2 separate regions of the Callithrix jacchus genome follow, and region 2 is linked to region 1. A link is a contact called in public Hi-C data. All regions are on one chromosome and are shown on one strand. Each heading gives the region's core, a stretch centred on a gene start, on an enhancer-like site or on the middle of the called end of the contact. The rest is flanking DNA. Distances are from core to core; before and after follow the strand shown.

Region 1 (6,093 bases), core at 1,668-4,167:
TACTGCAACCCAAACTGGGCTCAAGCAATCATCCTGCCTCAGCCTCCTGAGTAGCTGGGACTACAAGCATACGATACCATACCCAGCTAATTTTTAAATTTTTGGTGAAGACGGGGATCTCATTTTGTTGCCTAGGCTGGTCTTAAACTCCTGGCTTCAAGTAATCCTCCCACCTTGGCCTCCCAAGGTGCTGGGATTACAGGTGTGAGCCACTGCATATGGCCTTCTCATCCTGTGTTGTAGTTCAGGGAGAGGGAGCTGAACTCAGGAATGGGAATGGGCCCTTATGAATAAACCGATTATTTTGAGGAGAAAAGACGACTGACCATCAGAGGCTCTGAGAAAAGACGACTGACCATCAGAGGCTCTGAGAAAAGACGACTGACCATCAGAGGCTCTGAGAAAAGATGACTGACCATCAGAGGCTCTGAGAAAAGATGACTGACCATCAGAGGCTCTGAGAAAAGATGACTGACCATCAGGGGCTTCTGGAGTCTTCAGTTTCCTAACTCTGTGGATAGCACCCACATTTCCTGCGTATCCCCTCTCTCACCCCAACAAAGGACAGTCCTTGGGTGTATAATCTCTCCTACCACAGACTCTCTGTCTGAGTCTAGGAACGAAGTCCTCCCCAACCCCAAGCCCACCTTAGAGCTAAGCATGGCATGGACGGGAGAGCTGCACATAGAAACCCTGTGGGTCAAATTGCTGTGTTGCTAATCTAAATATCCTGCTTGCAGATGTGTCCTGCTTTCCGGAAACCCTGAATTATAAAACAGAGGAAGTCAAGGCATTTGCCTTTAGTAACAATAAAAAGGCACATTGCCTCTGACTGTGTACAGGAGACTCACTCGCCGCATCATCTCTCACTCGGCAGCCAGTGTGATGTCTTCAAACTGTAGCTTCCATCCCATCGTGCCTCTGCCTGAACCTTTCGGTGGACAAGGTCTAATGTCTCCCCTTGGCCATCAAGGCCCCTCCAGCCTCCTTCTCCCCCTCCCTCCCTGTCCACGGACTTGCAGAGTGTGGCCTGTACTCTTCCACCTCTGAGCTTCCACACTTTCTGTCTTCTCATCTTTCTCCTGCTTGGTTCCCTGCCTGGTCAGGGCTCAGCCCAAGCCCCCTTTTCACAGGACACCTCCCCTCTGCCTGGGCCAGTGCTTCTTCCAGGTGTCTGTCACCATGTCCTGCTCCCTAGCCGCCTGGTGAGAGGTCAGTCGACTCTCCCTCATCAGCTCATACCCTCCATGGGGTCAGGGACTGTGTCTATCTTGGTATCCTAGTCACTGCTGTCCCCAGAGCCTAACACAGTGTGTGGCATGTAGTAGATGCTCAAATAATTGTTAAATTGAATCTAATGCAAAGAAAAATTTTCTCTATGACAAGGCTGCCTGGGTAGAGTACCGTGTTGGCTGGTAGATCCAAAGCAACTGCTGAGCTCAGAGGAGGGAACAAGGACTTCAGAGGGAAGAGAAGCTCTTTGCTTAATAAATACAATTACCTGATAAACACGGCTGGTTGTTGTATGGATCTTGTGCATTCGGGAGAAACGAGAATGACAAAAGGGTTCTTGGGGAAAAGGTTGAGGACTAGGGGTCTGGACACAGGGGTCGTCCTTGGAAATGGAGTACTGGGGAGAGTGTGCTCCCTGAACAGGAAACTGGTGGGTCATAATGCATTGGATCTGGAGTCAAGGAACCCTCTAGAATCTGTAGTGGGATGAAGCTGCAGCTGTTGGAATACAAGTTGGTTTGCTCAAAACGCCCAGTTTCTAGCCCAAAAAGTGGGTTGCAGGCCAGGAAGAGGCCACACAGCACTGCGGGGCTAAGCACCTGCAACAGAAAGCAGAGGTTGCTGCGAAGGAAATCTGGAAGGTCTGCATCCCAGCACCTGCTGTCAGGACAGGTGGCCTCCCAGGGAGCTCTCAACCCTCACCCACCTCCTGCACCTGGGGAAGAGCCTTAGTACCTTGGACGGATGCTCTTTCCTCTGTAAACAGGGGCCAGATTGTGATCCTCGGGCTCTGGGGGCTGGCTTCACCTTGCTGAACTTCGATTTCTTCATTTGAGAAGCGGGTGGCACAGACCCTACACCTTAAAGGCTGTCGTTAATGTTAATTTCCATCAAGCACCTAAAATGCACCGCTGGCACCACATGTGAGCAACAGATGAATTTTTGATTTTTAGCGTCAGGGTTTACACTTTCTTAAGAGTCCAGTGACTACAGTCTAGGGCACTCTTTATTTCTGATTTTAATAGGTGGTGAGGACCTTAGGCGTTCATCTGTTGAATGAATGAATGCCTGCAGAAACTCGTTTTAGAGTACCATGTTTATTTCCGCATGCTCGACCCAGGCCTTTCAGGCTCGGCGTCCAACTGCAAGCCGACGATTGAGGGCAACTCGAGGATCGTCCTCATTCTCACCTCCACCGTCGAGGAAAGCGAGGCCTGGGCGAGACCTGACACGCCCAAGATCAGCCCAGCGGTGGGGGTGGGGCTCCGTGTGCAAGCTCTGGCCCCCGCCCGCTAGGGCAGCCTCTCCCACCCCAGTACGAGAGTCCCGTCCCACTCGAGTACCTGGCCCTCGACCTGCCCTCGGGGTTTCCGCGGCGAGTTCTCTTGAGGGAGCGAGGGCCAGGACTGTTTACCCCTCCTCGGACTCGCTCAATTATCTCCGCCTGAGTCTTGTTTAGGCGGCGGCGGGGGAGGGATGTCCTGGGGTCCCCACTCTCCTCTTTCGGACCTTCCCGCAGACCCAGGCCGGGCTTGGGAAGCGGGGGATGCCGAGCGGTACCGTGGCCACTTCCAAGTCCTGCGCCTCCCCGCTGCGGCACCCGCAGGGGTCCCCAGCCCGCCTCCAGCCCACGTGGCCGGCCCGGCCTCCCCGCCCCCGGCCCGGCCCCGCCCCGCCCCGCCCCGGGGAGCCGCTGCCGCAGCTGCAGCCGCCGCGGTGCGCTCTCTGGCCGGGAGAAGCCGAACCAGTGCCGGGGCCGAGGTGAGTGCGGGAAGCAGCCGGGATCCCCGCTCCCCCTCTAGAGCCTCCCAGGCTGGACACCCCTTTGGCAGGACACCCCCGCTAGATCCCCCGGAGTGGGACCCTCTTCCGGGCTGGTCCCTCCTTTTCCCCCGTCTCCTGAGCTGGACCCCCCACTCACACCTCCGACTTACCCTGCCAGGTCTCGGCGACCCCGGCAGGCCTTGAGGGCTCCCTGGTCTGGGGTACACCGAGCGCACGGGGGCGCACTGGGCGCAGCGCAGGTGGGCAGTGGCACCGCCAGCTCCGACCAGCCGCCGCTCCTGCTGGGGACCCTGACTCTGGTCCCCGGGTAGCCCCTGGAGCGAAAATTCCCGGAGCCACTTCCGGGGAGGGAGGCGCCACCTGTCCTGGGACGCGCCCCTTTCGCCCAACTTTCTGCTCCAGCCCGGCGGGGCACCAGCAGGTCAGCGTCGCTTCGGGCGCTGCTCGTGGCTGATCACAGGACCGCGGGTCGCTTCGCGGCGGGGGAGCCGGGCTCAGGGCGCTCCGGGCGGCGGGCGCCTTACCAGCCTGCCTGAGGCCCTTGTCCCTGCGGCTGCACCTTTTAAACCAAGCGGCCAGAAAATCCCGGGATAGGACGCCAGGGTGGCGGACGCCGAGGGGTTAAGGTCAACGTGGGTGCCAAAGAAGGGTGAGCGTTTTCTGAGGCTGGAAGCTGATCGAACCGGGTGGAAACGGGTTCCCCTGGGCTTTGCGGTGGTGAAGAGCTGCTCTCGCACTATCAGCAGACTCATCTTGTGCTTGAATGTCGCGGAAACAGAGCGCCTTGTTCCTAGAGGACTCGGCTTGCTGGATTTATTCCCTGGCCCAGGTTTGCTTCCCGCACTCGGCGAGAACCGGAGAACTGCCAGGCGGTAGTTGCCCCTGAATGTACCGGTAGAAACTTATTTTTATGCGTTTCGTGCACTTCCAGGTATATCCACTCTCTTCTGTGGGGTGTGGAAGAGGAGAGCTTCCGTGGGTCTTTGTCTTAGCTATGTAGTCCTCGGCAAGTTACTTCATTTACCTATGCCTCAGTTTTCTCATCTATAAAATGGGGATGACAGTACAAACCTTAAATTGTTGTATGGGGATAAAGTGCTTAAAATACTGATGGAGACAGGGTAAATCCTCTGTGTTAGCGGCTCTTGTGATTATTATCACTGACATCTGACAGCTCGTGCACAGCCCGAGCTTCTCAATGAGGTGGGTATGCAGGCTGTTGCTCCTTCTAGTACGGAGCTGGTGGTGTTTACACCATAGCCATAGTGTTCCCTTCCGCACTGGGAAATTTGAGTTTTGCTGTAACACCTCCTATGGCTAACCAGCAAAGTGTATCTCAGAATGTGGATTAGAGATGACCTTTGTCAAAGACATTGTTGGGAAATGGGGTTTTGTACCTTCTCTGGAAGGTCTGGGGTGTGATTGGGTGTTTGCCTCTTGTGGGGGAGGGACTGGTAGATTCCACTTGATTCTTTTAGGCCTGTGTCCCCTGACAGGCTGACACCGTCTAGTCTCTGTGAGTGTGGAAGGGTATTTAAGGGTCCAGGGACCTGATCTTGTTTCCTTCTCCCCCATTCATTCATCTCTAGCGGATTGCTCCTCCCATCTGTAGAGTTTCCCTGGACTGTGCCCATTTGGTGTCTGTCTTCTGGGCAATTTAGTTTCTCTCTTCTGGAACTCCACAAATAAGACTTCTGAACATGGAGCCCTAGGGAACCTCTTGAAATGTACATGAGGCTCTTGAAGCACAGTTGTTTGTTTTTCCAGAGGTTTCCCCTTACATTGTATTCTCCATGAGGCCGGTGTCCCAGAAAAGTGAACTCTGAACTGCTGGTAGGGACGTGCAGGTTCTTGCTCCCAGTCACATCGAAAGTCCCTAAAAATTGGGGGCTGCCCTTTGGGCCCTCTCCCAGAACACACTTTTCAGTGAGCAGTACAGGTCAGCCTTGACTTGATTAATTAGGGGAAAGAGAGGCAGGCTGTGAGGATAGGGGCGGTTGGCCTGTGGTGAGACCTTTAGGCTGGGATGCAATTCATGAAAATTTGAGTTCAGGTTTTCAGAAGACTTCTCAAAACCTTTGCTCTTGCTGTTCCCGTTACCTAGCATGCTTTTCCATCACTTCTTCCATGTTAGGAACTTTCTTGCCCTTTTGCTCAGGTGTCTTCCCTTTACAGATGGTTTTTCTAACCATTCTATCCAAAGCAGCCCCTTCCCCCGTTAGTTTCTGTCACACTCTTTCATTATATTTTATTCATAGAGCTTGCCCGGGATTATCTTATTCATGCATTGATTTCTGGGTTGTGTGCATCCACCCAGAAGAATGCAGGATTCAGGAGGGCAGAGGTGTGTTGTCCTGTTCATTACTGACTCCTGGCTCATGGCCTATGGCAGGTGCCCAATAATTATCCTGAGTGAATGAACTCCCATTGACTGAAGTGAGAAAAAAAGAAGAAAATTAAATATTGAACCCATTTTCTTAATGGTTTATAAAAATATTCTTCGTATCACTTCACTTGCACAGGTTGAAACTCAAGTGAGAATGAGATTTTTTGGGGGGATTACAGGTGCCCACCACCACACCTGGCTAATTTTGTATTTTTAGTAGAGATGGAGTTTTGCTGTGTTGGTCAGTCTGGTCTTAAACTCTTGACTTCAGGTGATCCACCTACCTTGGCCTCCCAAAATTCTGCGATTACAGGCATGAGCCACTGTGCCTGGCCAAAAAAAATTTTTTTTGAGAGAGATTCTCACTCTGTCATCCAGGCTGGGGTGCAATGGTATGGTCTAGGCTCACTGCAACCCGAGTTCAAGTGATTCTCCTGCCTCAGCCTCCCGAGTAGCGGGGATTACAGGCATCTGCCACCATGCCCGGATTATAGGCACCCACCACCACGCCTGGCTAATTTTTGTATTTTTAGTAGAGATGGGTTTCACCATGTTGGCCAGGCTGGTCTCAATTAATCTCCTGACCTCATGATTCACCCACCTTGGCTTCCCAAAGTGCTGGGATTACAGGTGTGAGCCACCTCGACTGGCCTGAAAATGAGATTTTTAATATATGCACCTAATCTATT
Region 2 (5,611 bases), core at 2,592-5,091, 73 kb after region 1:
AGGTCACAAGGCCATCTCCTGTAGACCCCATCTCATTCTCAACCTTGGTCATCTTGGCACAGCTCACTGGGGAGCAGCCCCTCAAGTTCCCTCAGAAGGCACAGGTCCCTCTTGAGCATCCTATGAGGGAGTCTGAATCCTCAGCGGGGACCATCCAGGATCCAGGGCCTGTTAGTGCTGCCACTGTTCCACCCCATCAGACCCCACTGCTTCCCCTCACCACCTCCTTCCTCATTCCCTGCAGTGCAAATCAGAGGCCTCACGAGCACTGGGGAGCAGTGAAGATGGAGTGAGGCCTGCAGTGCTAAAATACTTAAAAAAAAAACCAGGTCTTATGAATCCCCAGCATAGCTGCAAGGGGTTGGGAGTGATTATCTCCTTGTACAGAGGAGGAGACCAAAGTTTCAGGTCACACAGCAGGTAAGTAAGTGATAATATCAGGGCACCTTTCTTTCTGGTGTCAAATCCACACCTGCTGCCTTTGCTCTGGTTTAGATGAGGATTTCTCCACCTTGACACTATTGATCCCCGGGGTCGGAGAATTCTTTGCTGTGGGGAGGGCTGTCCTGTGCACTGGACGATGTTGAGCAGCATCCCTGGGCTCTCTCCACTAGATGCCAGTAGCACCCACCTCACCCCTCTCCCTTGTAACAAACAAAAATATCTCCGGACATTGCCATATGTCCTGTAGAGGGGTAAAAGAGGAGCCATATATATTTGCATGTGGACAGTGGGGGTTGAGAACAACTGTGTCCAGCTTGGATTGCTGTCATCAGTGTGTCCCATGGGAAATCTTTAGGGAGTTCACTTCGAGGGCAGAAAAAAGGTGCAATCCTTGTTTTAGATCCTGTGCTCAGCACCGTCATGCTCCCGTAAGTTCCAGGTGGTTTAACTTTACCTCCTTGTGCCAAAAACATCTTTGTTTTCATCACCCATGCTTCTGTTTCTTCATTAGGCTGCATTCCGGTCCCCGTTCACCTTCCCTCTGGCTTTCCCCATGCTGGCTGCGTGTTCATCACAGCTCCTGCATGTGGGGGCTCCCACTCACTGTGGAAGTGGGCGGGAACACTTCCCCTGACACTAAAGTCTGCTTTGGGTCTGCTTTGTAATTTCCTTTTGGTCTCCCTCCCAGAGATTCCTGTGCCACCTGTTAACACCGTTTTGTCTTTGGTTCATTTCTTTCTTCAAATCTTGCTGCTTTTAATCTGTTCTTTCTAAGCTTCGTGGAGTATTTGTAAATCAGGAGTGCGCAGACGATGAACAAAGGTCCAAATGTCTCTTCCTTGGGGTAATGTGTATTTTGTAAAGCAGCCCATGTCTAGTTTTCAAGATTAGTCTCCCCATTGTTCAGGCCTTTCCGTGAATACTGGGGTCCTTTGTTCTCCTTGGTGGGCCCCTTGGGAGTCAGGGCTCTGAGGAGGCAGACACTTGGCTGTGAACAGGGCAATTGTACACACCTAAAGTTGGCATATCAGGTACAGGTTGTAGATAGTCAAAATTAATCTTAAAAATGCATAAATCCTCCAAACCATGCATAGTTTTGTATGTACAACCCTGTAAAATAACCTGTGTATGTAGATATCAATGTACATAGTTGTCACATATAGAGGAGTGCACATGTGAATAAATTCCATTGTGATTTTTCAATAGTAGAAGACGGTATAGAAGACAGGGTGTGTCCCTGAATTCTGAACATCTAAGGTAGGTGTGCTGTGGTGCCTGCATGTTAAAAAGAGGCTGGAGAAAGCCCTGAGGTGAACAGGCAGGCCGGGCTCAGGAGGCAGCTCCTGTGCTCCAGCTCCTGCTCCACTGCTTGCTGCGGTGTGCCCTTGTTTGAGTTCGTGGCCTTGCTGTGCCTCTGCTTCATCATCTTTAAAATGGGGATGATGAGAATGCCTGTGCTTTGCACAGAGTAAGAGGTTACTAAATGTTAGCTGTCATGCTGTGGTGCTGCTCACTGTTATTATCATTTATTATTATTATTATATTGCCACCTCCAATGAGATGGGCTGGTTTGAGAACTGAATTTTCATCCTGTGCCTCTTGACTTGTGCAGTTCCTTTAAAGAGATGTGGAACAAAGCCCCATCTTCCTACCCTGGCGTTCCATCACGCAGACACACACTGGGTATGTTGGGGTCTTCTCCATGCACTCCCTCGTTTGTCTCCTGCAGCAGTGTGGCTCATTTTTTGTTTAATCTCTTCTAGCAACTTGGCAGGCCTGCAGCCACTCTGCACACCCTGGCGTGTCCAGCAGGCTGACAAAACGCAGATGTAGCTCCCACCCTCCTCAGAGACCCACCCACCTCTGGCCTCACTGTCCTGGCTCCCAAACGTGGATTCTTAGCTGAGGGGATGAGGGGTAGAGGGTGGTGCGAGACAGCCCACAGAGGTTGGAGGGTCCGGGGAACTTCTGAAGTAGCTCTAGGTTCCTTACATGGGCAGTGCTAGAATTGCTGGCAGGCTGGGGCAGAGGCCCTCAGTTGGTGGATCTCCACTTAACAGATATTTTGATACTTAAAAAAATAAAATAAAATATTTTGACTTCATAGTTCATTCTTGAGCATTCCAGCTGAAATGAAAGTGAAAAAGTTTAAGCAATATGTTGAAGGGCGGGGGGGGGAGGGGCCAGACCTAGGAACAGGAGCCTCCAACTTGATGCTCACAGGGCCGCTCATCATGAAAATGAGAGCAACGGCTTGGACCATGCATTCTGTTTCCCCCGAGCTCATTGCCCATCCTGGCTCCTGCCTCCTGTTGAGAATCTGGCCCCACGGGGGCCAGATCTACGGAGTTCCCAAGATAATCTAGAAATTGGGATTTTAATGTAAAACCTCTCAATTCTTGTGAGAGCCATCTGGATTTTGACAATTCACTGAAAAAAATTCTTTTAAATATATTTTTGAGCTGGAATTGAAAATCCACCAGCTTGCAAGGGAGTTGAGAGATGCTGTGCTTGTCCCCCTGGGGTTTACAGATGTGGAAACAGAGGTCCAGAGAAAAATGACAGGGCCCAGGGCAGTGACTCATGCCTATAATCCCAGCACTTTGGGAGACTGAGGTGGGCAGATCAGTTGAGGCCAGGAGTTGGAGACCAGCCTGGCCAATATGGAGAAACCATCTCTACTAAAAATACAAAACTTAGCCGGGCGTGGTGGCACATGCCTGTAATCTCAGCTACTTGGGAAGCTGAGGCAGGAGAATCACTTGAACCTGGGAGGCAGAGGTTGCAGTGAGCCGAGATCATGCTTCTCTGCACCAGCCTGGGCAAGAGAGAGAGCCTCTGTCTCAAAAAACAAAACAAAACAAAACAAACAAACAAAAAACTTGTCCATGATCCCAGAGGTGGATTTGAATCCAGATCTCTGGAGCTCCCATTGCAGATCTTTTTCTTCCAATTCCATCCAGACAGTGTACTTCTGTTTGGCTTCCAAGTGGGCTGTTAAGTGGCATTTCATTGCAAGTGTCAGGGTCATCCAAACTGCTCTGGGGAGCTAGCAGAGTGACCACAGGAGCCCCAGGAAGCATGAGTGTGGTCTTTGTTCTTGCTTGAGCCACGGAGGCTCACGCTCACAGGTTCCCAGAAGAGGCTATTCTTGGCACGGCCACCTCTTAGGGATTAATCATACTGGAAAGCTCACAGATTTAATTTTGCTGAAGTTTGATCTGTTCTAGGAAAGTACATCCAGCGTGACTCAACTGAGAATTTTCTGCCCAAAGATCTACACAATTAATATATTTTGGAGATCTCAGCAGAACACGAAGAAGGCTAGGAAAATTCCCGTGATGTCAGGCCAATTCAGCTTTGTCCTTTGGCCAGGAAACACCAGGCTGCCCCTAGACCATGGCACAAACCCCAGGTGCCCAGCTAAGCAGCCCTGCCGGGAAAAGGTGATGAGAAACTTGCCTTTGCTAAATAGTTGAGCTGCCAAATGATGGCCTGACCTAGTGGCTCAGAAATAATGTATCCTGTTATTCAGGAGGAGAGGGGCGGGGTTTTATTCTTATGTTCTCATATACTTGCTCACGCTGCTCATAAAAAAGAGAATATAAAACATTTTTGCAAGCTATTGCAGCATGAGCCCTAAACACCAAAGCCAGTCTCTTGAAGAAAACTGATCAAGATCCAGGAGCAGTTGTCAGGCACTGGGAGGGTGACTCATGAGTGGCAGAGTTCCTGGAACCCACCCATCCCTGGTCAGCTAGGAAGAGGCTGAGTGGGGTGGTAAATGTGGAAGGGAGGGTGCAGCGCTGCAGGCATAGCCTCTGTTTTTGAAAAACAGTGTGTGTTCAGGTCACAGCACCATCCCCTGTGAGCAACCCAATTTTAAAAATAGGTTCTGCAGAAAACCAAGCTGCCTGACTGTTTTCATCTGGAAGACCAAATCCTCACTTTCCTGACTTTGGAATAAACAAAATCGATTCTACCTCAGCCTCAGCAGAAGGCACGTGCAATGGTGGCTGTTTCATGGCTGTCTTTCCTTCAGGGCTATTGGAGGTGTTTCTGGAACCCGCACAATCGATGGCAGGAACAACTGGTTTTTCAGGCTGTTGAGAAAGTCTGATTTATGTGGCTGAAGTATGGTGTTATTGAACCCCCCCACCTCCAACTTCTAACATTCCAAAACAAAGTGCAAATTCATGTGAATCAGTACCTTATTTATTAACTCTTTGCGGATGAATAACATAAACATAGAAAACTATACAAGCTACTGCATACCTTGCTGGATTTCATGAGCTGAGCACACCTTTACAGTCAGCACCCAGTGAGGACACAGTGTGACCATTGCCCCGGGAGCGCCCCCTGTGGCCCCTCCGCAGGCAGAAGCACCAGCCCAGCTTCTCCCCGTGTGTCAGTGGAACATCACCTGGATGTTGGCTCAGGGGTTTGGGGCTTCAAGAGCCCTATGCAGGGTTGTGCCATCCAGCTTCGAGAAAACTCAGCCAGGGAGGGCTGTTCTCTGAATGTCAGGAGGAAGATTCCTGTGGCGCCCAGGGACTGAGGGAGATGCTGGTCTGCTGGCTCTGATGGAGATCGATTTCCAGGCAGACATGAGAAAGTGTGACCACGTTTGGGGAGTTGTCAAGGGGAGGCAGCACATTGAATGAGTGACTGTGTTGGTGATGTTGTGTGTGTCACTGACACGCGTATATTTTATTTTAGTTTAGTTTTTTGAGACAGAATCTTGCTCTGTTGCCAGGCTGGAGTACAGTGGCGCAATGATCTCAGCTCGCTGCAACCTCTGCCTCCTGGGTTCAAGCAATTCTCCTACCTCAGCCTCCTGAGTAGCTGGGACCATAGGCGCACACCACCACGCCTGGCTAATTTTTTGTATTTTTAGTAGAGATGGGGTTTCACCATGATAGCCAGGATGGTCTCAATCTCCTGACCTCATGATCCATCTGCTGTGGCCTCCCAAAGTGCTGGGATTATAGGCGTGAGCCACCGCGCCCACTGAGTATTTTCTTAAAGGCTGGATTATTTAGGACCTGTGAAAAGCTGAGATCTGCCTGTTGGGGTGGGTGGGGTGGGATTCTGAACTGGAGCCAGAAAGAAATGCCATGTGTTGTTACTGATAGAAATCTGATCACCCCGGATGCCGCCTGTCAGC

Evidence for each region. A called contact is a pair of places that touch in the nucleus more often than the background predicts.
Region 2: a Hi-C map of induced pluripotent stem cells shows a contact between it and region 1, with 2.0 times the contacts expected there. The contact joins the enhancer-like site here to the promoter of ARHGEF3 in region 1. A contact is called at or near these places in 2 of 3 Hi-C or Micro-C datasets (induced pluripotent stem cells and skeletal muscle).

What each region holds. Positions count from the first base shown.
Region 1 is chr15:75,001,301-75,007,393 of calJac240_pri, forward strand. It overlaps ARHGEF3 (Rho guanine nucleotide exchange factor 3), which reads left to right and starts at 2,918. Exons shown (of 12, transcript XM_078351863.1): 1 at 2,918-2,994.
Region 2 is chr15:75,073,515-75,079,125 of calJac240_pri, forward strand. All of the region lies in intron 2 of ARHGEF3 (Rho guanine nucleotide exchange factor 3), which reads left to right. Among named protein-coding and RNA genes, the nearest start is that of ARHGEF3, 72 kb to the left of the region's middle. Within about 2 kb of position 3,842, at least 3 of the 16 cell types and tissues checked have an H3K27ac peak or open chromatin away from gene starts, as enhancers often do.